2 separate regions of the Danio rerio genome follow, and region 2 is linked to region 1. A link is a contact called in public Micro-C data. All regions are on one chromosome and are shown on one strand. The core of a region is the stretch at or near the end of the contact, and the rest is flanking DNA. Distances in the headings are between cores, read along the strand shown. Region 1 holds the start of acss2 (acyl-CoA synthetase short chain family member 2). Region 2 holds the start of osbpl2b (oxysterol binding protein-like 2b).

Region 1 (5,600 bases), core at 2,690-5,189:
TAAATTAGTTTGAAAAGTTGTCTAATATTTGTTTAAATAATTAGAAGTTAAATATAGTTTTTTGGTACCTATTTAACTTTTGGATTTTTTTTATACAATGTCAAAAGCGTGTTGTTTTATGGTATCTATGGAGTCTTAAATTCCACAGTATAAACATATTTTGTATGTGTACTACGTATATATGATTAACAGTGTTAAGTATGATTGTTTTTTTTTTCTGCAAATGTGTTGTGTGGTATTAAAAAGGTTTTAAATTTAACTCTTAGAAACCTGCAGATACCTTGTGTTTGATTTATACATATGTCATATGCTGGATGACCGTGGAACATTATTTCATGATTTTACATGGTTTCTTCCAGGTGGACAGGGTTACAGGCAGGTTCAATGGACAGTTCAAGACCTATGCCATCTGTGGCGCCATCCGTAGAATGGTATGTTCAGACACTCTTAAAGCTCATTCTGCTGCACAAGTACAACATGTGTAGGGAATTACAAAGGTGGTGTGGGTGTTCATATCAGTGGGGAAGCATACAAGGTGTTATTTTGAGACTTTTGCTTGATGATCCACAGGGTGAAGCTGATGACTCCCTCCTGAGGCTCGCAAAGACCGACAGCATTGTGGCCAAGTAATCTGTAAGTATGCAGCTACTTTTATCAATTCATCTGTCAGCACTAGGGCTTTCGTTCTTCTTAGCCAGCATCACTGAGCACTTTACAGACTGACATTGCAAGTCCAAACCTTTGTATTGATACGGTTAAACTTCCGGTGTAAGCTCAATGTGGCAATTTTAAATTTTGTTAGGGTCCTTTCACAGTATCGATGTTGTAATGAAATTAAAATACATTCAGTTTAATAGACTTAAGCATTCATTTATTCAAGCATAAAATGAGATGAAAGCTTGTGTAACAGCTATCGCTGTCAGGATCAGCAGGTGAGCGCAGAAACTCTATTTAAAAAACTAGGGTAAAATAAACAATCATATTTTTAAGACATGGCGGGAGGAAATGTAATTTATTGCTGTGCTTGTCCGATCTGAGACGCACTTTATATGGTATATCAGGCGGTGAAGATCAACAATTTTATTTATTTATTTTTTTTTGAAGAAATTGGACCTTAAACATGGTATGACTGCACGATTAATCGAACAAAGATCACAATCTCGATTCGACCCTACACGCGATTCTAGATATAGATATTCAAGATATAGTAATTAGCAACAGTAGACCTACACACAGGCCTTATATTATTAGTGTTGTTTTAACATATGTTTGAGAATTAACAATAATAATAGGCTAATCTTTCATTCATTCATTCATTTTCTTGTCGGCTTGGTCCTTTTATTAATCTGGGGTCGCCACAGGAGAATGAACCACCAACTTATCCAGCAAGTTTTTACGGAGCAGATGCCCTTCCAGCCGCAACCCATCTCTGGGAAACATCCACACACACACATACACTACGGACAATTTAGCCTAACATTCACCTGTACCGCATGTCAATGGACTGTGGGGGAAACCGGAGCACCCGGAGGAAACCCATGCGAATGCAGGGAGAACATGCAAACTCCACACAGAAACGCCAACTGAGCTGAGGCTCGACCCAGCAACCTTCTTGCTGTGAGGCAACAGCACTACCTACTGCGCCACTGCTTTGCCCTAGGCTGATCATATTAACCTTTATTTTACATTTACAGGATTGTGAGAAAGAATCGTGATCTTGATTTTAAGCAAAAAAAAAAAAAAAACTGTGATTCATATTTTTGACAGAATCAAAATTTGATGGTATTTTTTTATAAAGGAAAGAAGGTTCGCTGGAAGTGCTGAGGCTGGCTGGCTGAAGTTAAAAGTCTGCCCTATTGCTGATTAAATGTGTATTTGTTGTGCTGATGGTTTTTTGTTTTTCTCTTTATAGGAACACCTAAGTTGAAGGATGGGCTCTCAAAGTTTCTTTGGTTAAAAAATAAAAAGTAAAATGAAACTCTTGTGTTTGTGTGTTTAATATATATGATGTGGTTGTGAATGTATGATTCCTTTAGTTGTATTATGAGAATTAGTAAATATTGATTGATCTTTGATTATTTATTGGAATAACAAACTTGTATTACAATATTTAGAAACACTTCACTATATTAGACTGTTAATTAACATGAGTAAACAATGCATGTACAGAATTTATCACAGTTCAACATCTGCTAATGCATTTATAAAATCCAACGCTGTGCTTTGTATATGCACTTAAAATAAACAATGAACTATTTTCATTGTACTGTAAAAGAATAATTAATACTGATAGTTAAATACCTTAATTGTGTCGTATTGTATAGTGTTATTAATATTTTTTATATTATTAATAACAATGTGTTATCTATTTCATTTACATTACTTTCCTGATATTCAGTTTTACCAAGTGTATGTGTTTGAGTGAGATGCCGTGCAGATGATTTCCATGCGATAAAATTGAATATTTTGATCAGCAATGACTAAAAGAACACACAAAAACTCTCAGCTTATAAATAATGCAAGCACATTTCTCTAAGTAATTAGTTAATGTGTCTATTTTGTAGTATTTTTATTTTACTTGAATAATAAAAAATGGTTGTATTTTTTCCCTATGTGCTAGTGTGTAGTACTGTCTAACAAGACACTTTTAGTAGAAAAATAACAACAACGTTGCTCCTCCGTCCGGTAGAGGTCACGGTGAGTTTAAACACTGCGCGCCTCTTTCGCTCTTTTAGAGCAAAAGTGTGTAACTGTACTGTGGGCGACATGCGCTTCTTCCACTAGGGGGCGTTTGGCGGTCCAGAACGATATGATACTAAAGATTTTGACAATTTTTTCACGTGTATAGTAAACATTTAATATTTTTTTTAAAGAAACTTAGTTTAAATATATAAAAGTGCTGTATTCTGTACGTAATTATTACACATTCACTTACCTAAACATTTATTTGGCATTCGTTTGAATTGCATTAAATCATGTTTAGTATATAAGCAAATTATTTGTGCTTTATTTTTGTATCTTTTAATAAATCTGTATTTAACTAAATTATTTAATCCCGTTTAGATTATATTTTACGTTTATTACAAATTTACGTTTGTAGAATTGTTTTATTTTCATAGACCCACTTAATTTGATTTATTTATTTTTTACTTTAATTGACAATAGAAGAACATAAAATCAAAATCCAGGAGATCACATACAGATCTTTAAAAGGGTCAATAATATACAGTAACAAGAAAAGCCCTAATCACATATTCATACAAATAACATAAGGCGGAAAGAAAAACATAGTATTAACAACTATAAATACTAATAATATTAAAATTACTAAATCAAACAAAAAATAAACAAGTGAAATTATAATGACACTTAACAAGCAGGAAAGATACTAAAATTGAGAATCTCTTTTAAACTTATTACATCTATATAATATTTCAGGAATCTTGAGTTTTTTTTTATTCTTAATAAGATGGGGTGCCTTTAGGAGTGAGTTAAATTCTATTCTAAAATGAAAATGGATGGATAGCTATTTGCGAATTTCTGTTTGTGAATGAAAAAATTGCCAGATAAAGTAATATAAAAATATAATGTTTTCCAGGGGTTTGTCTTTTGGGTATTATGATTTAAAAAAATCAATGTATTTGAGACTAAAGCAAGTCACAGCATTGGCAGAATCAAATATGTCAGAACCTAGGAGTACAAAAAGTCCCCTGTGCCCCTTTATGAAATACAATTGGACGTTAAAAGTAGTCGTAACAAAAAAATAGGTCTCAAAAAAAGCTCTGACACTTTATATTGTTGTTTACGTTGCTGTACACCGCTATTTCTCTTTACAAAATATAATTAAAAAGTGAATGTAAAAATTTATTTAGTAGTCACTTACCAACCTCCAGTAACAAGCCCCGCCCATTTCAGACTTCACGTTTCACGTTGTTTCCATTCCAGCCGCCCGCATCATTTCTACGCGTCAATGGCTGTCCTTGTGCAGACGCTGAGGATCTGTAATCCACGCGTGGAGGAATGAATGATCTTACACTGCATGCACGTGTGTTTTAATTACTTGTTTGATTCAGTTAAAGGCTGCGTTTGCTGTAGACTCGGAAATGATTTGATCTTGAATCGACCTCACACAAGATAATCTCAAACCTGGGCAGACCTGCAGTCTGACAGCACTCAAGTGCATCTCTGTTTCTTTGTAAATATATTGCCATATGTGGATTTCTGCAGAATCCAAAACTTACTTCGTTTCTCCTTCAGTCGTCAGAGCAAGGTTTTTCTAGCTCAGAATAACACTTTCTAACTGCGTTTTTTGTTAGCGCGACTCGCTCTGCTCGTCCTTTTTCAAACTGAATTGAACTGAACTGAACCGAATCGCTTCTGAATCACTGAAACACAACAGTCGGCTGCTCCACTTCCAGATTCAAATCCGTATCTAGTCTGAATTCGTCTTTTGGTCGTTATTTCGGACTCAAATGCACACAGCGTCTGCAAGGGAGTGAAACTCCCACACGGAAGTGACTTACACACGTTAGGCCAGTGATTAGTCTGTGTTGTTTTAGGAGGCTTTATTATTTGCGGCCATTGACATATTAGTTATTAAAATGATCCCTGAAAAGGCACCAGGAGGGGACGTGTTACATGCGCCAGGAGACTTGAAGAAAGAAGCGCACATCCCCAGCTTCGAGAAGTACAAAGAGCTCTACATCAAATCAGTCGAGTCTCCTGAAGGTGAGTATCGTGTTTTAGACTGTTGTTATCAGGATTAATAGGATTTGGGGTGTCTCGGAGCCTTATGCCCTTGGTAGACAGCAGTTAAATATGTCTAGGGTGCTTTATTTTTAAGTTAGGGTTATGTGTATTGTTTGAATGAATGTTAAAATAGTCCCTACATTGTTACTTTCAATCACTAAAGCTTAATTTAGCTCTTTGTGTATATTAATGCATCAAAATAAAGTAAAATCTTGTGTTTATAAAAAATAATTTGTGTACATGGAGTTTGGGTGTTTCCCAGTGATGGGTTGCAGATGGAAGGGCATCCACTGCGTAAAACATATGCTGGATAAGATAGAGGTAAAGTTGGCTTTATATTCGCATATATATTTTAATATCGCATTATTTTATATTTGTTCATTTAGCAGTCACTTTATTGTTTACCTAAATATTCGATCGAAATTAACATGCAAGTTTGGCTTTTAAACAACATTAACACTATCTGATTCGCTGTTAACAATGCTGTACTTTAATGGTCATTTGCTGCTAATATGATTTCCCTGTTTAGAATTTGCTAAAAATATTTTTCTGATATTATATTATTAAAGAGAATGTCTGAATATCCGAATATAAAACCAACTTTACCTCTGTCTGGATGAGTTGGCGGTTCATTTCGCTGTGGCGACCTCTGATTAATAAAGGAACTAAGCCGAAAAAAAAAATGAATGAATGAATTTGTCTATAAAATAGTGTGCACAAAGTCAGCATATATTCTTTATATTAGTATGTTTTATGTTTAACCTTTTTCTAAAAGCATGTGACAAAATATATAAATGTTTTATCTTGAACACTTATTGAAAAAAACTATGATTATACAAACACAAACTTCA
Region 2 (5,114 bases), core at 1,018-3,517, 280 kb after region 1:
TTCTTCTGTAGACTTTCGAAAGAAATATAGCTTAAAGAGGCTAATAATTTGTAACTAAAATGGCTTTTAAAAAATTAAAAACTGCATTTATTCTAGCTGAAACAAAACAAATAAGACCTTTTCTATAAGAAAAAAATATTATCAGACATACTGTGAAAATTTCCTTGCTCTGTTAAACATCATTTGGAAAATATTTTAAAAAGAAAAAAAAATTTGCAGGGGGCTAATAATTCTGACTTCAACTGTATATATTTTTAATGTATTTTCAATGTTGTTTTCTCAAGCACAAATGGCATCTTCGGCTTGGCTGTCACGTAAACTTAAATATGCTTATTAACAACTGGTTTAAGACACTGAGGCTTTTACTTCTAATGGGGTATATGCACAGAGACTTTCAATTTCAGTCAGCTTGCCCCAGGGCTTCCAGTTAATTGTTTTCATATACAAAATTTAAGATCTAAAAAGTTTAAGATCTGATTTCTTTAAAAAAAAACAAACAAAAAAAACAGCATCTTCACTGTTCTAGATATGATATAAAGTGGGTATCAGACCAAACAAGAAGCTACATAAAGTTATATTTTTCCATGACATATCTTTAAAATGTGGAAATTAGTTTTACAATGGAATTCTTGCACTAGTCTGTTGCTAATGACGGCACCTTTGTCTAAATGGTCTTTCGTCTCTTTTTACGCTTTAATAACCCAATGGATGCTTAAGTCTATTTAACTGATTGTATTTGAATTACATTACAGCATCAATGCTGTAAAAAGAATCTTATGAAATTAAAAAGTCACATAAAGCTTTCAAGGCTGGCGCGGTGACCCCAGATTAATTAAGGGACTAAGCCAAAAAGAAAATGAATGAATGAATAAAGCTTTCACCTGAAGGTAATCATTAGCTGAAAAACACTTTAAAGCCCACTGGGTGATAAAGAAATGTTTGTGTGGCTTTCCTTATTTACACTTTTTTTTTTACTCATTTCTTTAGTTCTTTCTTTACCCTTTCTTTAGCTTCTTTACAAATCAATGTGTAAACGGAACCTGTTTATTTAATTATTACGTCATAAAGGTTGTCTATCATTTATACCATCATTTAATGTAAGCGAAAAAGGTAAAATAGAAATTACAGTTTAAAATCCCGCAGATGTTGATATTTATTTGTTGTTTATTTTATAAAAATGTAAATGTAAAATGAAAAAATAAATCTATTTTGTTTTAATGTTTTATTTAAATGTAGCTTTTTAAGGCAGTTGAAAATGTAATAGTAGAATAAAATTACAGATTTTTATTTCACATTTAATTTCCCACTCTAGTGATGCGGCGACGCAGTGGGTAGCATGTTCGCCTCACAACAAGAAGGTTGCTTGTTCGAGACTCGGCTGGGTCAGTTGGTGTTTCTGTGTGGAGTTCACATGTTCTCCACGTGTTCGCGTGGGTTTCCTCCGGGTGCTCTGGTTTCCCCACAACTCCAAAGACATGTGACAGGTGAATTGGGTATGTTAAAAATTGACCGTAGTGAATGAGTGTGTGTGTGTGTGAATGAGTGTTTGTGTGTTTTCCAGTTATGGGTTGCAGATAGAAGGGCATCCGCTGTGTAAAACATATACTGGATAAGTTGGCGGTTCATTTCGCTGTGGTGACCCCAGATTACTAAAGGGACTAAGCCAAAAAGAAAATGAATGAATGAATGAGTGATTTCACATTCTTTTGCAGATTCTCCGTGTTCGTGTGGGTTTGCTCCTGGTGCTCTGGTTTCCACCACAGTCCCCCACAATACATGCGGTACAAGTGAATTGAATAATCTAAATTGGCCATAGTTTATGTGTGTGAATGAAAGTGTATGGGTGTTTCCCGGTGTTGAATTGCAGCTAAAAAGGCATCCTTGATGGGATTAATAATTTTAAAAAAAATTAAAACTTACATTTTCTGCAGCTTTGACAATTAGAGTAGCATTAGCAGCAGATATTGTCTGATTGAAATGAAATGTAGGCCTATAACTGAAGGTCTTGTGGAAAGTACACAGACTTTTAGTCATTTTTTGTTCAGAATTGTATACGTTTTGAATTAAAATAAAAATTAAAAATGGATATATGAACCAAATTTTTGCTGAGTCACATCATTAATTTAAAAGTAAGTGTTAGTAAGTTTAGGAACACAAAAACTGCATCATAAATAAATTGTGCAACACAAATGGTCCTGCTCTGACGTAAAGCGTCAGGCGACGAAAATCCTGTGATATAATTGGCCAAGAGACACGTCAGTCAATCCGCCCATATCGGTCTCTTCCGTCTGTATGTGTCAGCCTTTCAGCAGCAGCATCATCAACTCTACATCAATCCCTGCCCGAGAGAAGGGACAGCCAACAATCATCACAGGTACCCGACTTACTTCTTTCTAAGTAACCTTTTCGACTCTTTTCTTCCAGTAATGAAAGTTGTCATGCAATGCTTTTCAGCAGATCTAAAGCTCTCTAAAGGGGTCAGTAAGTTTGTCAGTTAGCGACTGGAGCTTTAGCCTATTAGCATGTTTTCAGTCTTCGTCTGTGCTCGTAAAACCTCGTGAACTGCTGACATACACAGCACATTCCAGTTAAAAGCGATCACTGGAATAAAACCAATTAATTGTCTTTCTAAACCAGAACACTCCAAAAATGCAGTCTAACTTAGCTATGAAGCTCTCTGGATTTTAGGACACAGCCCTCGTTTGGGAGAGTGTCAACTGCTGAATTTGTTGGCGTTTTTGACATTATTGTCGGATGAATGTAAGCCAAACATTTTCAGGCAAGCGTTGACTTTCACTTTGAAAGGTTCAAGAGGTTCAAACAGGACGTGTTGAGTTTGAGCGCTGTTCAGCTGTCATTTCCCCTCCTTCTCTTAAAAAAGTAAACAGTTGGATTTTGTCGCTTTCTTCGTAACGTTAATTTAAACGACTGTCTCCCTATGTTGTACAGTCTAAGTTAGTGTTAATTTTTTTAGAGGGTTTAACGTTATTCACTAACATGTAATGTATAGGAAACGTCTTTCTTTATTGCGTGACTTGCTTGCAGATGTTGAGTGATTTTTCTCGATAACATTGTGAAACTGTCAACGTTACAGCTACTGTCAAGTGATAAAATCTAATGCAACTCCTTCATTCACTCCTGTGTGCTGATGTTCAAGAATTCTATGTATTAAATACAATCTGACAATAAACGTGCAATAATGTTATCGTTGGCGCTTATACAATACCATAAATAATTTAAAACTCTCATAAATTGGGGGTAAAGTTGGTTTTAAGATCACACACTCAGAAAGGTATTATTTGCCAATTCTAAGCAGGGAAATCATATTATCAGCTAATGAGTTTAAAAATACAACGTTGTTTACTAGGTATACTCCGATAAATCGGTCGGTCGAAGATCGGTATCGGCCGATAATCACATTTCACGACCGGATTGGTACTTGCTGATCAGGCCGATATTATGAACTGATCACTGATAAACTTGTTTGTTTACAACCCTGGTTATATGTACAGTTGAAGTCAGAATTATTAGTTCCCCCATTGAATTTTATTTTTTTTTATTTAATAATTCAGGGGGGCTAATAATTCTGACTTCAACTGTACATCCACAGTGCTACAACACAAGCGCAATGTTTCCAAATTGCATTGTCAGTAATTTTTCTTACCATTTTTTTCTGTCTATTTTATCTATTTTTTTGTGAAGCTGCTTCTGACCATTACATGTCTGCAACATCCTTAGTTCATTCTCTTAGGTAAGGCAAGATCTCAATGAGGGAAAATGTGCTTATGCAATGGCAAAGTTATATAAAGCTTAAAGCATCAGAATAGGTACATGGTATCGGCTAATCACAATGCCGAGTAATTGATCGGAGTATTCCTATTGTTTACTGTCTATCTAATAGTGCTAATGTTGTTTTGAAGTTAGACTTGCATGCCTTTTCAGATCCAATATTCAAAGTTGCACAGTAAACAATACATGGACCATGTCATTGAACTAATATGCAAATTTTAAAACAACTTTTAGTTTTACATAATGCATTTTAAGAATATTGTTATTGCTCTATTTGCAGTGGTTTTCATCATGACACCAAATGCTTAAAGGCTTAATAGTCTCTTTATTAAAAAATAAAAGGGAATCAGGCTTAGGAAATGCTTGATATATTGTTTGTTAGGTTAGTTTTTTTTGTATAGATCGGTTAACACTTTTTAAAAATGACTTCATTTTTGATGAATAAGGCTTTTTTTTCTGTTAAAATTAATTAAACTACATTATTTGGACCACATTTATTAACCTTAAGGGATGTTGATATTTATTAGCTTAATAGTTAGTAAAGTGGTGCAGAAATTAAACCTCTGGGTGAAACTGAAGATTTGGCCAAAAACAGAAATGCTTTATAACAATTGTTTTATTAAATAATGTAAAAGTTATTTTGCTGCTCTTTTTAAATGTAACTCAATAATTAAAATTATTTTGACTTAAAAAAATGTAAGCCATTTAAAGCCCATAAAATAACCACATGATGAATCAAAAAATGTGTTAGTAATCATTATTCACAATGAAAATTCATAATGAATTGAAAAAAAAATCATAGTTTAGAAAAAACAAATCAGTGAATCCCTTTCAAAAGTAATAACTGTTCTATTTAATGGAGCTTTAATCTAATATAGTTCAGTTGAATTTTTTCCTCTGATGTTAGTTAATTCGTTCATTACAAATATTTGCTAAATATTACTTTATTTTATAATAATTTTGCAACTTAATTTCTTTAAAATATTTGTTTTACTCTGAAAATGTACGCACGCCACTCAGTAAAACAAATGTTGATTTCTTTTCTTTTCTTTTTGCTTCTCCCAATATTGTGATGAATACCATGATAAAAGCTTATCTCGGTTATCTTAAGATACTATGATACCGTCATAATCCTAGTTCCAATCCATAGAAGTACATTCAGTAATGTACTTTAGGGTATGCCACAAGGTCTGCTAAGTTATTGGTTACTTTCTATCCTGAGGTACTGGATCGCGTGTATCTGGGGGCAAATCAGTAGACGAATGTACAGTAGATCAGTATCAGGCCACATTCCAGAGTGAAAAAAAAAAAACAAGGTGTCACTG

What was found. A called contact is a pair of places that touch in the nucleus more often than the background predicts.
Region 2: a Micro-C map of caudal fin shows a contact between it and region 1, with 7 times the contacts expected there. The contact joins the promoter of osbpl2b here to the promoter of acss2 in region 1. A contact is called at or near these places in 3 of 18 Hi-C or Micro-C datasets (caudal fin, hematopoietic stem cells and an unstated tissue) and 1 of 4 datasets of contacts at active chromatin or transcription factors (caudal fin).

What each region holds. Positions count from the first base shown.
Region 1 is chr23:9,358,544-9,364,143 of GRCz12tu, forward strand. acss2 (acyl-CoA synthetase short chain family member 2) reads left to right here and starts at 3,940. Exons shown (of 19, transcript NM_001328353.1): 1 at 3,940-4,728. The coding sequence starts at 4,602. It overlaps rps21 (ribosomal protein S21), which reads left to right. Exons shown (of 6, transcript NM_201191.1): 4 at 360-431; 5 at 571-633; 6 at 1,913-1,978. The coding sequence ends at 630.
Region 2 is chr23:9,636,537-9,641,650 of GRCz12tu, forward strand. It overlaps osbpl2b (oxysterol binding protein-like 2b), which reads left to right and starts at 2,268. Exons shown (of 14, transcript NM_199872.2): 1 at 2,268-2,374.